3 separate regions of the Zea mays genome follow, and regions 1 and 3 are each linked to region 2. The links are chromatin contacts, called in public Hi-C maps. All regions are on one chromosome and are shown on one strand. Each heading gives the region's core, a stretch centred on a gene start, on an enhancer-like site or on the middle of the called end of the contact. The rest is flanking DNA. Distances are from core to core; before and after follow the strand shown. Region 1 holds the start of LOC103642764. Region 2 holds the start of LOC103642659 (protein FYV8). Region 3 holds the start of LOC103642551 (type II inositol polyphosphate 5-phosphatase 15).

Region 1 (4,055 bases), core at 221-2,720, 700 kb before region 2:
GACCGGTTAAGGTCCTTGGGGATCGCATCAACCATTCCTCTTTGCTCTTGTGTGCGAATATCACGCCTCTCCTTAGTAAGTGCGGATTGTAGCGCTGCCGCACGGCTCATCGACCCCTCAGGATTCATGGAAATCCTCACTGGAGACATGTCAGATGAGGATCGCCCTTTTCCCCACAAGAAAGGGGGCTCATCCTGATTGAGTTCAATCTCAAGCTCCTCCACTTCTTCCTCCTGATAAAGCATCCCCTCCTCATCCTCATCCAACACCGGGTAGTTCTTGGCATCTAACACCCCCGCCGCGATCAGCTGCTTTACCTCCCACCTCTCCGGCGAGGTCATCCGCCTAGTTGGTCTGCGCGTCGGAGGACCAGCCTTGTCGTCGTCGTCCTCATCGGAAACGAAAATCCCAGAAACCCCCTTCTTCCTCCCGGCGGGTCTGGGGCGATCAGCTGGCGGATTTGCCCTCGGCGCGTCCTCCTCCGCAGGGTGCGGACGCCGCATCGGATGGAGACCCCTCTCGGTATCCTGATCGATGTCTAGCATCGACAGCCCCAGCTTGGCGCCGTCCACCGAGACGACCTTGACGAAAACTTCCTGGCCGAGCGTGACGGTAGCGCCGGCGCGGCCGCGGCCGCGGGCGGGCATCTGGGAGACGTGCACGAGCCCCTCGCGTCCGCCGTCGAGGCGAACGAAGCATCCGGCGTTGGCCACCCGGGTGACCCTCCCCCGGCGCACCTGGTGCAGCCCCGGCTCCTGGTCCTCGTCCTCTCCCGCCGCCTTGTCCACGCGCCCCCGGGCACCAGCGCCACGTGAGGCGGGGGGAGCGGGGGCGCTGTCCGGGATGGCGGTGATGACGGCGTGGAGGGAGCGGACGAGGTAGTCCGGCAGCTCGGCGCCGTGGTCCCTGAGCGCGGCGGCGAAGGCGGCGGCGGAGGCGGAGGCGCGGCCTAGTTCGACGACGAACTCGGCGAGGACGCGGTCCGCGACGCCGAGGTGGGACTCCAGCTCCGAGCAGACCTTGGAGACAAGCGAGAGCTGCGTGAGCCGACGCATCCCCTCGCCCACCGCGCCTGCGCCGGTCGCCGCCGCCATAGCCATGCGCGGCGCACGGGGTTGGGCGCACGGCAGGGTCGGTGCTTGTGCTGCACAGGAACGGGGAAGGACGGGACGGACGGAACGGTGGAAGGAAGGCGGTGCGGTGCTCGGCCTGCAGGTGTCAAAAGGCGGCCCACAGGCCAGAGATATATGTGGTGGATCTGTCCGTGTTGCGCGTCGGCGTCCGAGACGGGCCGCTGCAAAACGATCCAAAACGAAACACCCTCGCTCGTACGCACGCACGTGACTACAACGTGAGAGAGACATAAGAAACAGGGACGAGAGAGGCACAGCCGCACAGGAAGCCGACCAGTCCGCCGGCGATGGACCAGCTGCCTTCCTCGAGTTATCCCCAAATCAAAGGAAAATTATCTCCTCTTTTGGAGACGACTCTATCCCGTTGTCATTATCACGTTTTAGTTCAACAATAAAATAGCCGACAACAAATACATTTTATAAAATAAAACAAAGAGAAGATGAAAATAATCATATACTATATTTTCATATTAAACCTGTTTGGAGACATAAATGTTGCCTGTTATTTTTCTGTGAACTTAGTTAAACTCAAGCATTTCTCTGTGAACTCAATTCTTTTTGGATGGATATGCAGACGGTGAGACGCAAGAAGCAAGAATTGGGTTTGCCGGACAAGGGGAAACAATCCCCAAGGCATCATCATGAATTAACACCCAATGATCAACAAATATTCCGGAGATCACAGAATAGGAGGGACATCAACAATCAGTTGGTTGCCTTCAACTACCAACATCACGGAGTTCTCTACTTATACACCGCATCAGCCTTGATGGATAGGAATCTTGCTCGTCAGTGGAGTTAACTCTGCAGGTCGATGATGCACTTGCACATATCCAAGATCAACAAGTTGTCTAGCTACCACACAAGCTTAAAGATGCCTCAACTGGTACTGGTAGGCAATGACTTCGAAGACTTGTTCTTTCTGTGAGCCAATGCTGATAGTATCTTTTTCCTGGGACCCTGTAAACATGAAACAAATGAAAGAATATCCACAATAATCCATCAATCCTAAGTAGATTGGAATCAAATGATCGCTGGGTAATAATGCAATCAGAGATGGAACCAGAACATAATGGACATTGCTTCCATTTTTCAGCTGTGCAAATAAGGGATGCATATCACAAAGAGAAATCAATATTTTCCATTGACGCGGCAATAGCTGGATGTACTATGAATGTGGGGCTTAGCTGAAACACTGACTGGACATATCTTTAGTGCCTACTTCCTACATTCCAAATTATAGCTCACTTTGGTTTTGTTCTAAGATAAACTTCTCTAACTTTGACCCAAGGCTTTAAAAAAGTGCACCAGTATCTACAACACCAAGGTAGTTTCATTCAATCCTTCATGAAATATGTTATCATAGTGCATTAATTTTGAAATTGTGGGTAATAATATATTTTTCAAAAAAACTTGGCCAAAGTTAAATAAGTTTGACTTAGCCCAAAGCCAAAGTGAACTAATAATTTCAACCGAAGGGAATATGTTTTCTCTTTAGAGCATCTGGTTTAAATTTATGACAACCGCAGAGAAAACGCACAGCGCCAACTAATCAGGTCATTCTAATCCCGTTTGCCAATCAAAGTTACTTCTCGTTAGCCAAACTGGGACTAAAAGTATGGATAAGTGGCGGTCTGATCAAATTCTACCACCTTAAATATATACATATTGCTTCAACCCAGAGGTCTCTTGTTTAAGCAGAGATAAGCATGCTAACCAACTTGGGGAAAGAAAAAGGCAAAGTCCTTGCAGTACCATTGGAATTCCTAAAGACTTCATATCTTCTTCATTCATGTAAACCAATGCTTTCATATCAACCTGAAAGATGAATATCCATTAACAATATTTAAGGTCACCACTCACCAGTCACACCCACAATACAAAATTGCAACATATATCGAACGTGCCTCTTCAGCCTGGAAATTTATCAAATACTTCTCTAGATCAAGAGACTTCAGTAAACTGTCAAGCGAAGCATCAATCTGCACATATCGAAGAAAGGGAACAATTTATTACAGCATTGAATTGAATGTTTATGAAGACCAAATTCCATTCAGGAATTTAGACACAACAGTGCCAGCAAGGGACTAGACAAATGAAACTTTGGAATTCAAACATGCTAAAGAGCTAGAAGATTAATCATGCACTAGATCGAAATTTCCTTAGGAATTCGAACATGCTAAAGGTCTAGAAGATTAACCATGCACTAGATCAAATTTAGAACCAAAGGTTGTACAAACATCAAAGGGACTCCAACATCAAATGGTCATGTAGTCCATTATATTCACAGGACAGCACCACAGCAAATGGAAAATAAGAAAAATGATGGTACAATGTTTCCCATTCCAGAAGAACAAATAGTGGAACCACAATAACCGATCAGGATACAATCTTGTAGGAAAACACAACATAGATCCTCAACCATCTCACCTTGTTCTGGGATTGCTTTGGTAATGCAGATGGTGCTGGTACAGGTGCAGGTGCACTGGGTTTCTTGATGTCAGGAGGGGCAGTAGTTGGAGCGGGGTCTCTCTTTTGAACAGGTTTGTTGCTCTTAATAACCTCTTTTACAGGTTTTGGGACCTGAACAGTACTGCTAAGTTGAGGGCGCTGGCTCGCGACACCAGATAACTTTCCACGAAGATCTGAAACTGGTAATTTCTTCACAACCTTTTGCTGCACTTGGGATTTTTTGTTCGATTCCAGATTTCTGGAAGTAGGTTCAGCTAAAACATACACAGTAGAAGCAACAACCTAATGGTAAATTATCAGAAGGAAAGCAGGAATAAAGGCATGTTCAGAATTATTCGAACAATGGCCCTTACATGAAGTCTGAGTTCCTCTAGAATCCTTATAAAGCTCACGTCTCCATGTCCCATCATCCTGGCAAAACCTGAAAAATCCCGGCAGAGATGATATATA
Region 2 (4,308 bases), core at 370-2,869:
ATGGATGTTCAACTTAACAGTCTCCATCGAAACACTGGTATATCAAAGGATTGTGATTCTGATACTTCATCATTACAAACCCTAGAGTTTGGTGGGGATTGTTGGATTTATTATGGGTTTGGCCCATTTAATCAATAAACTCTATGGTGTATAATTGTGGACAATACCAATAGTACCATATTGGAATTCCAAGGGTCGTTGGTTTGACTTATATGATGGGAATTATTCCATTTAATTTGAGAAGTTAAGAAATGAACTAGGCGTGTCACACGCGCGCGCGCGCCGCCATCGCCAGCCGGGCCGGACTCGGGCTCGGGCGTGGCAGGCAGGCAGGCAGGCAGCGAGCGGGCGAGGTGTGGTGTGGTTGTGTTAATTTTTAGCACTCATTAACCGTGGGAGTTTCAACTCCGGGTTAAACCTTTCAGATGCTCGTCTCTTGATCTGCCGCATGTGAGACCCTTCTCCTTCCGCTTTCCTTCCGCGATGAGGTTAAAAAGGGGAGAACTCCTATCGCTTGGCACACGAGCAGAACTCTTTTAGAATCACAGTCCAGCCACAAGTGTGGGTATTTCTATCTCGTAACTCCGCGCACAGAGGAGCGAGGGTAGGTGCCTCCGAAGCCCTTGCCGTTCGAGACCTTGCACGGCGGATCGACAATTAGGTTTTTGGGGAGCATTTACGCGACTGCCCGAACATCCTTCTGGCATCCTTCTGGTAAACATATTCTTCTTCTTCCTGGCATCTTCATCTCGTACGACATGACAAGAGAAGTTAGACAAGGATCTGGATCCTCGGAGCGCATGGGAGGGTATGGTCAATTTAGCTCCTTACTGTTTTACGTTTTCCAGATTATATATGTTGTCCATCTCTACTGTTTCATATATAGCCATGAATTTATCCAATCTGTTCTGTTTTATCATATCATGACATGTCTGATGTCTGTTCATGCTAGTAATATGTTATATCTGTTTGTTTTAATTTTATAGTCATACTGTTTATATTGCTATCTGTTTATTTTCAGTTGTTTCGTCATGATACATGTACCATGTTTATATGCTTACTATATTTATATGATTCATATGCTTTATGTTCCCATGTTCCATATTGTTATGGATATATTTGACATCATGACGTTCATGATTAATTATATTTTATATGTCATCATCGTAATGTTAATTTATAAAATTAAAATAGTATAGAAAATGTCTATATTTCTAACATTCCTTACCATTCCATATCATTATTAGTGGTATAAAAAAAGAATTAGGGCCTGGCAATTTTTAACGTTTCAATGCTAATGGCTATAACATGAAACGATGAGAAATTACATCCAGGTGCTATAAAAGAGATTAGGTTATTTATAACGGTAAACAAAATACTGAGTAAAATTGGAAATTTGGAATATTCAGAGTTGCGTTACCATTTACCGTTCACGCACGGAACAAGGTGGGACCATACACAGCTCCGTGACTCCGTAGTCCTTAGCCCTCGCCACATGCCTACCCGACTTTGTCCCCCAATTGGCACATGCCGCTACGTTCCGGTGAGCATGCTCATCTTTTGGGGTGGTGTGGGGGCTCTCTCTCCTCTCATGGCTTGCTTGTTTCGTTGGCACTTTGGCAGCTTGCCGCTGCAGAAACACGGCGAGACGGCAGTACACCGCTGTTGCATTGCCGTTGCAGCATCTGTAATGAAACGGTAAAAGGAGAAAAAAAGTGAAAAGGGTGAGCTGGCCCAAAAGGATCCTCGCCTTGCCGGACACGTGGGCCCCGCTCCGTTCGTTCCACTACGGGCCAGACCGGTACGGTGGCTGAGGCTGTCGCAGCCGGCCCCCGGCCCGGCGATGCCTCCGTTGACGGCCCAGATGCGATCGCGGCCGCGAACCGCAGAGAGAGAGAGAGAGAGAGAGACGGCGAGACCTTTGTCTCTTGCCTTGCCCACGGACGCGACCCGAGCACCCCGGGTTGGACGCGTCCACAGCAACGTCTCTATGGCGTGTGGGCCAGGGATACCGTTGGGCCCACGCGGCTATTATGATAAGCGCGGTTGTCATTATCCTCGGCGTGAGCGTGAGGGCGCCTCCGTCGCCTTCGTCTTCTCCAATCTCCACACACACTCCCACTGCGCAAAGCGAGCGGGCGGGCGGGCAACCAACCAACCAACCCCACTCGCCTCCCTCTCCCTCGCCGTTGCCGCCGAGCACCGCGCCGCGGGGTCCCCGTCGCCATGGAGAGCGCCCACAAGAGCGGAGGCGGAAGCGCGCCCGGTAAGTCCCCCGCCGCCGGCACTATGAAGATGCGTTTCTTTTTTTTTTCTCTCTCTGCCGCCCCCCGTGCCTGGTTGTGACGTGACATGTGACGGCGCGGTGGTTTCTCGCGCAGGAGCGGGAGCCGGAGGGGAGGGCGTCCTGTGCCACGCGTGCGGGTACCAGTACCCGAACGGGCACCCGAGCGCCAAGCAGCGGCGCGCGCACCGGAAGCACTGCGGCAAGCCGGCGTCCGCCGCGGCGGCGGCGGAGGGCTCCGGGGAGCACGAGGCCAGCGAGCTGCTTCTAGGTACCGTGGGTTCCGTGCCTCCGTGGTGGTGTACTGGACTGGTGTGTGGCTGTGTATGTCCAAGCTGGGCTCTTGTCCTGACGCGTGCTCTCGTGGCTGGCGTGGCGTCCCAGGTGAGGTCGGAGCCGGCGCGGCGGAATGCGGCGGCGGTTCGCCTGGATCTGCGCACGAGCACGGGGACGCGGCGGAGGGAGGGGACAGCGCAGGTGCATGTTCGTTATGAATCTCCTCCCCCTTCTCTGAATCTCTTAATCCTGCTGTTCTTCGTTTCCTTTTGTTCGTTTCTGAAGCCGGGAAATGTCGTCGGTAAGATTTGATTGGTGGAAAGTCACTGCGTTTCCTTCTCACTCCCTCCCAATTTCCTCTCTTTCGTAGACAAGAACTTTCTGGTTCAGTTGAATCGTACCGATGTAGCGTCTGGAATAAGATAAGCATGTCCTTATCCTCTTGCTTAGCATAATGCGGGTGCTTTGTTTGTCATGTATGGGGCGTAGTGCAATACAAATCCTTGTAGTAATTAATAATGGTTCAGGGATGCCTCGCTGTCCATGTAAGCTTCCAAACTGCCCACATGCACATCAAAGTCTTGGTATGATAACCCTGTTCAATAAATTTAGAGAGGCTGGCCTTGCCATTTGATACCAGTACACCGTCTCGCCAACTTGTCCCCATGCTGGCATGCTGCGCTGCTACATGGCTTCACTGGCATAAGGTCCGGAGCCATTTAAATACGTTCGCCGCGCTGCATATGCACACTCTCTTCAATGCATGTTTTGGTCACTGCTACTGGGTTTTGCGACAAATGCCTGGATGCATGGTTACTTATGATTGTCTTCTGTAGATCCTTCAGGTAATGGTGCTGGGCATCGAGTCGTTGGAGACACATCTGCTGAAGATTGCCTCATCAGTGGCAGTAGCGTTCTTTCTGAAATCACATCTGAGTCCAGCAGGACTGATGATGGTACTCTGACTACAGTGGCTACACAGTACTCTGAAAAAGGATCATCTACTGAGGATGGGGATCCATCTGATCCAGCAGTTGGTTCTGAACAGATCCAGGACGTTCCTACGTCTGTTGTTCCAGCAGAGCCTGAAGACCGTGCTAAATTCAGTTCTGAAATCTCTGAATCTGAAATACAGAACCCGAGTATTGTGCGTCCGGAATCAGACGCAGCTGGAGGTGGAACTTCTGAACTGACGGATGATGTAGCCAGACAGCAGGATGAGGTTGCCGTGACTGGGGAAGATGCTGTGTTCGACGCCATAGATGGAAGCAAATCTAGTGAAAGGAATTCTGTGCAAGGTGATGAGCTTAATCTCTCCTGTCAAGATATACTACAAACGGAGACTGGTGGGGGGCACAGTAGCACTGTAGTGGAGGAAGATTCAGGTAGCAAGGATCCTACTGCAAGTGACGGCCAAGAAATCCTGATCGAAGAAACTGAACCAAATCAGCAGAGCAAGCATGCGTTAACTGGCTCATTTGAGAAAGTCCCTGACATTGAGTCTGTTGGGTCTTCTGCTGAGAAATCTGTCGGTACAGGTGATGACTTGCTTCAATCTGGTAAAGGTGCTTGCCACTCAGAAATACCAGTCGATATCATAGCTCAGCTGCAACTTGACCCTACCTCTGGAACGGCAGATCATCCGGCAATCTCCAAAGGGGCAGACAATTTTGAAGGACAACATTATCATACAACAGGTTAGAGTTTCTGGATGTTCTTGTGTACTGCATTTAATTTTGATTTTTATT
Region 3 (4,339 bases), core at 187-2,686, 580 kb after region 2:
AAGATTTAACGGCGGCATGATAATATTCTAATTTATGATTCGAAATTTTTGCCATCAACGAGTCAATAACTATACTGACTACTCAGGTCCCAGAACTTTATTGCTGAGCTACCACATTTCAGTCACGTGAAATCAGCCAGCAAAACCGAGCACACTTTCTTGGCACCGAAAAAGTGACATTGCCAGAAGCAGTCCAGTCAGCAGAGCGCAAGATAACGAGATGATCGATTGTTACCGTACGGCGTGACGACGATGGCGAGCACCGGCGTGCGGCTGAACGCCTGCCACGCGAAGGCCTCCTTGAACATGGCCGCGCTGCCGGTGGGGTCTCCTCCGGCGGGCGCGGCGTGGTCCACGCGCCACGCCCTGATCCTGCCCTCCCTGTGTCCCGTCCACACCAGCCCGTTGGCGCTGTCGACCGCGGCGCAGAGCGCGGGCGGGACCGGCACGGAGTCCCTGAAGGGCGCGGCCTCCTCGTCGCCGCGGCGCCGCGGCCCGGCGCCTGGCCACCACCCGCGGAACACCTCGTCGAGGCACCACACCCGGACCCCGGACTCGGCGCCGGCCCACAGCTTCCGCCGCCGCGGGTCGCACACCAGCGTCCGCAGGAAGGCGCCCACCTGCGTCTCCCGCAGCGGGTGGGGACGCACCTCGAGCGGCGGCGGGCGGGCCGGGTGCACCGCCGCGCGGAGCGGCACGCGGAAGATGCCCTCGCCCCCGCCGGCGCCGACGAACTCCGGCAGCGCGTCGCCCGCGCCGTCGTACTGCGACATGGCCCGCTCCAGTGCCGCTGCCACCGCCGAAGGCGGCGTCGGGCCGCCGTCGACCCAGGCGGCGAAGGACGCAGCAGGGGCGAGCGCCGCCTCGCCGTGGCCGTGCCCGTGCCCGTGGCGCTGCGGGAACGACGCGCAGCGCTGCGCCGAGGCGGAGGCGACAGGGCCGTCACCGTAGCTGAGCACGCGCTGCGCGGCGCAGAAGGTGCGTGCGGGCGCGGAGGCAGGCTCCGTGACGCGCGGCAGGTGCAAGTCGGCGGCTTTCCGCTGCGCCGCGGACTCGTCGTCCGGGTCCATGTCCCCGCGATCCGGCTTTGCGATTTTGGAAGCGATGAGAAGGCGGCGAAGGAGGTGGGACTGCAGGAGGATCGGGAGGCGAGCGCTGGAGAGGTGAGAGAAGGTCGGGCGGGGCCGGAACGGAGGCACACCCGTTGCGGGAGCGGAAGGGGCAGGGGAGGGGCCGTGCAGGGAAGGCAACCATGAGAGCGTGGACTGTGGCGTGTGGGTTTATATGGGTGGATGCCTCGTGGACCGGGACCACGGCAGAGGCAGGCCAGGCAAATCAAGGTCCGCGGCCGCCGGCTGGCTCTGCCGTGACAACCAATGTAATCAGAGTTATTAAAACCTGAAGCCGTTTGGAGCTCTCCCCGCGTTTCGCGGTTGCAGTTTTGCATAAAGATCCTCTGTCTTTTCGCGATTTAGCTTGTGCTCCTCCCTCGACTTGGTCTCCGGAATCCAGGTGCAAATCCCTCCCTCCCTCCCAGCCCCCCTCCCCACCTCCCTCTCCACGCGGCGGCTGTCGTCGAAGCCGCCGGGGCCGTCCCTCCCTCCCTCCCAGCCCCCCTCCCCACCTCCCTCTCCGCGCGGCGGCTGCCGTCGAAGCCGCTGGGGCCGTCCACCACCAAACCCTACCCGCTCTTCGCCAACCCTCGCCTCCTGCGTCGCCGCCTAGCGCTCTCCGGCGTTGGCGCCGACCCCAGCCGCCGCGGGTGAGGGCCCCTCCGCCTCCTCCACCGAGGACCCGGTCCTCGTCCGCGTCGCCGCAGCCGCCGCCGAGTCCAAGCTCGTCTCCTACGGGGATGCGACCGCCGAGTCCAAGCTCGTCTCCTACACGTACGAACCTTATCCTGTGACCTGTCACACGCGCCCTTCCCATTCCCGTGGTCTCATTGCTTCGACCGCGTTCGTTCGCAGGAAGCTGGGTCCTCTGGCCAGCGGGGACGTGTTCTGCCTTCTGCTGTTCTCTGCGATTGGAAGGTTCAGCCATGGCCTGCCCGTCCTCGACGCCGAGACGTTCAAGACGGCCGACCCCTTCATTGCTGGTTAGGGAATCGGAAATAGAGCCTTTTTAGGGTTGTTGCTCATCTGACGCGCGAATAGATGGTTTGCTCATGGATTTGGGTCTTCTACAGGGTGGTTGCTGAGCGCCTATCTTCTTGGCGGATTTGGCGATGATGCCAAAGGGCGCAATGGCGTCGGAAGCGTGATTATCACCGTAGCTAAATCATGGGCTGTTGGGATACCGGTAACTTTCAATTCTTTAATTCTACTGTTTCAAGAATGAGCCAGGTTGAAATGTTATCTTGGTTCTTGTTGTTTTTTTACCCAAGGTCAATAACGTTTTTGTAAGCTTATGCCTTCTGATTTTTAACCCATCTAACACCATCTTCTGTTTTTTTGCCGACCGTGCTTGCACACAACACCATCTTCTATTATCCATCATTGTTGTCTATTGCTTGCATGAGTGCATCTGCCTTCCCCTTGTACAATATATAACTTTTTTTATCAAATACATCACAAACTGCATTTATTTCTGTGTCTCATCTATTCATGCAATTATTTGTTCTATGTATTTGTCACGTCCCGTGGCCGCCGTCGACGAGGAACGGGGCGTGAGACTCCGACAAACTCGCACGTTCTCTTGTCAATTTTATTCATCACACCAACAGGAGCTTCATTGCCCCCTAACACTTTCTCCTGTTGAGGACGATTGCTGCAAATTTGGCGGTCTGGATGTCTGAAAATGACCATAAACAGACGATTCCTTAGAGTTCGTTTCAGAATTTACAGTTGAACATTGATTACACACCAGTAGAGTTCCCTTCCGCACAATGCTATTATCAGACGACACTTGGAAAGCTTGCCTCTGGAGACATTTCACTTTGTGAGTACAAATTGCTCTCTTTTAGAGATATTCCGCACAATGTTTATTCAATAAAAGAAATAGTTGATGAACCAGTCAGTAACCCCTCTGTTCCAAAATGGAGGTTGACATGCAGTTTAGAATGGACATACTCTTCATAATCTTGAGCTCCAATATAATCTTGTGTTGCATTTATGTGAAATAGTCTTTTAGTACAGGTACAAATTGCATTCAAATTTTATGCTAAATATGTATCAGGTTTCTGAAAATATAACTTTGGAGACTACTGGTAAAGATTGGTCTGTTTACATAGAATTCAAACATTAATGTCATGTTCATGTCGTGATCTATATTTCTAAAAAGAAAACGAAAGGGAGGCAAGAGCATCCCCATATATTATTAGAACAAAAAGAGTCAACCCAGTTTTATGGTGAAATCGGGCCAGAAACCGAACAACCGCTCTGCCCAGAGTGCCGCCAAGACCCACTGCTAGAGGACCAGTCCAAATTACTTAGAAAAAGAATTGTGCCATTGTCAGCTTGAAAAATACTACCTATGATTTGCTTTCATTGTTGATTTACTTCTGTAGTAGTATCTTAATGCTAGCTTTGAAACCATAGATTTTTCATTAAATGTAGTTACACAATAGAATTTTACATGTGATTCAGAGTCAACGATGCAAATAATCTTGTAGAATATTATAGAAAGAAACAATTTTATTAATTGATCCCAGACAAGGAAATGAACTTGTATTTTCTTAAAGTAAAACTCACAATTAAATGCTTAACAAGCAAATAACAAGCACTGCCTTTGGGTTTGATTTGTTTCACTATAATAATACATTTATCTGTCTATAGGGGCTGTTTCTAATACCTAACACTTTAATGTTTATGTCGTTCTTTTGGCATGAAGACATGAGAGAAATGTTTGAGTTGCTCCTACATAGATTAAGAACGAAGTCGATCATGCAGGCAATGGATGCACTACCGAGTATCTTTGGAGCTTGCCGGTTGAAGAACAGGCCCCGCTGCAAATCAACATCTATGAGCTTAGTTTTTTTAGATATTTCTTTTGTCTCACAGGTTAATCCACAATCGGTGGCATGTTGTTGTTTGTTACCTAGAATTTGAGTCCTCTTTGTGTAATGTTCTGGAGATATATGATCACAACATGAATGAACTTGAGGAAAGTGATTAGGAGGCAATAGAAGGTATTATATCTAACAGTGGTTATTTTACTTTAGCTGGATTGTTTGGGACACTAAATAATTTCTCATGCATTTGAGTGTATTTGAATACTCTAAGGTTGGTTTTTTGCCCTTACATGGCGTGATTCAGATGATGGCGTGGTTCAGATGGTAGAGCGCCCGATAGGGCGCTTCTTTTCTAGTTATGTAAAGGTTGAGAGTTTCTTCAGTTGTGAC

Evidence for each region. A called contact is a pair of places that touch in the nucleus more often than the background predicts.
Region 1: a Hi-C map of ear shows a contact between it and region 2, with 6 times the contacts expected there. The contact joins the promoter of LOC103642764 here to the promoter of LOC103642659 in region 2. A contact is called at or near these places in 2 of 25 Hi-C or Micro-C datasets (ear and leaf).
Region 3: a Hi-C map of ear shows a contact between it and region 2, with 2.8 times the contacts expected there. The contact joins the promoter of LOC103642551 here to the promoter of LOC103642659 in region 2. A contact is called at or near these places in 2 of 25 Hi-C or Micro-C datasets (ear and leaf).

What each region holds. Positions count from the first base shown.
Region 1 is chr1:197,375,290-197,379,344 of Zm-B73-REFERENCE-NAM-5.0, reverse strand. It overlaps LOC103642764, which reads right to left and starts at 1,470. Exons shown (of 1, transcript NM_001368297.1): 1 at 1-1,470. The coding sequence starts at 1,364. LOC100194223 reads right to left here. Exons shown (of 6, transcript NM_001139264.1): 2 at 3,959-4,026; 3 at 3,564-3,859; 4 at 3,041-3,115; 5 at 2,889-2,951; 6 at 1,737-2,093. The coding sequence ends at 2,013.
Region 2 is chr1:196,674,846-196,679,153 of Zm-B73-REFERENCE-NAM-5.0, reverse strand. It overlaps LOC103642659 (protein FYV8), which reads left to right and starts at 1,619. Exons shown (of 3, transcript XM_035964210.1): 1 at 1,619-2,266; 2 at 3,397-4,257. The coding sequence starts at 2,227.
Region 3 is chr1:196,095,534-196,099,872 of Zm-B73-REFERENCE-NAM-5.0, reverse strand. LOC103642551 (type II inositol polyphosphate 5-phosphatase 15) reads right to left here and starts at 1,436. Exons shown (of 11, transcript XM_035964208.1): 1 at 236-1,436. The coding sequence starts at 1,070. It also overlaps the pseudogene LOC118473123.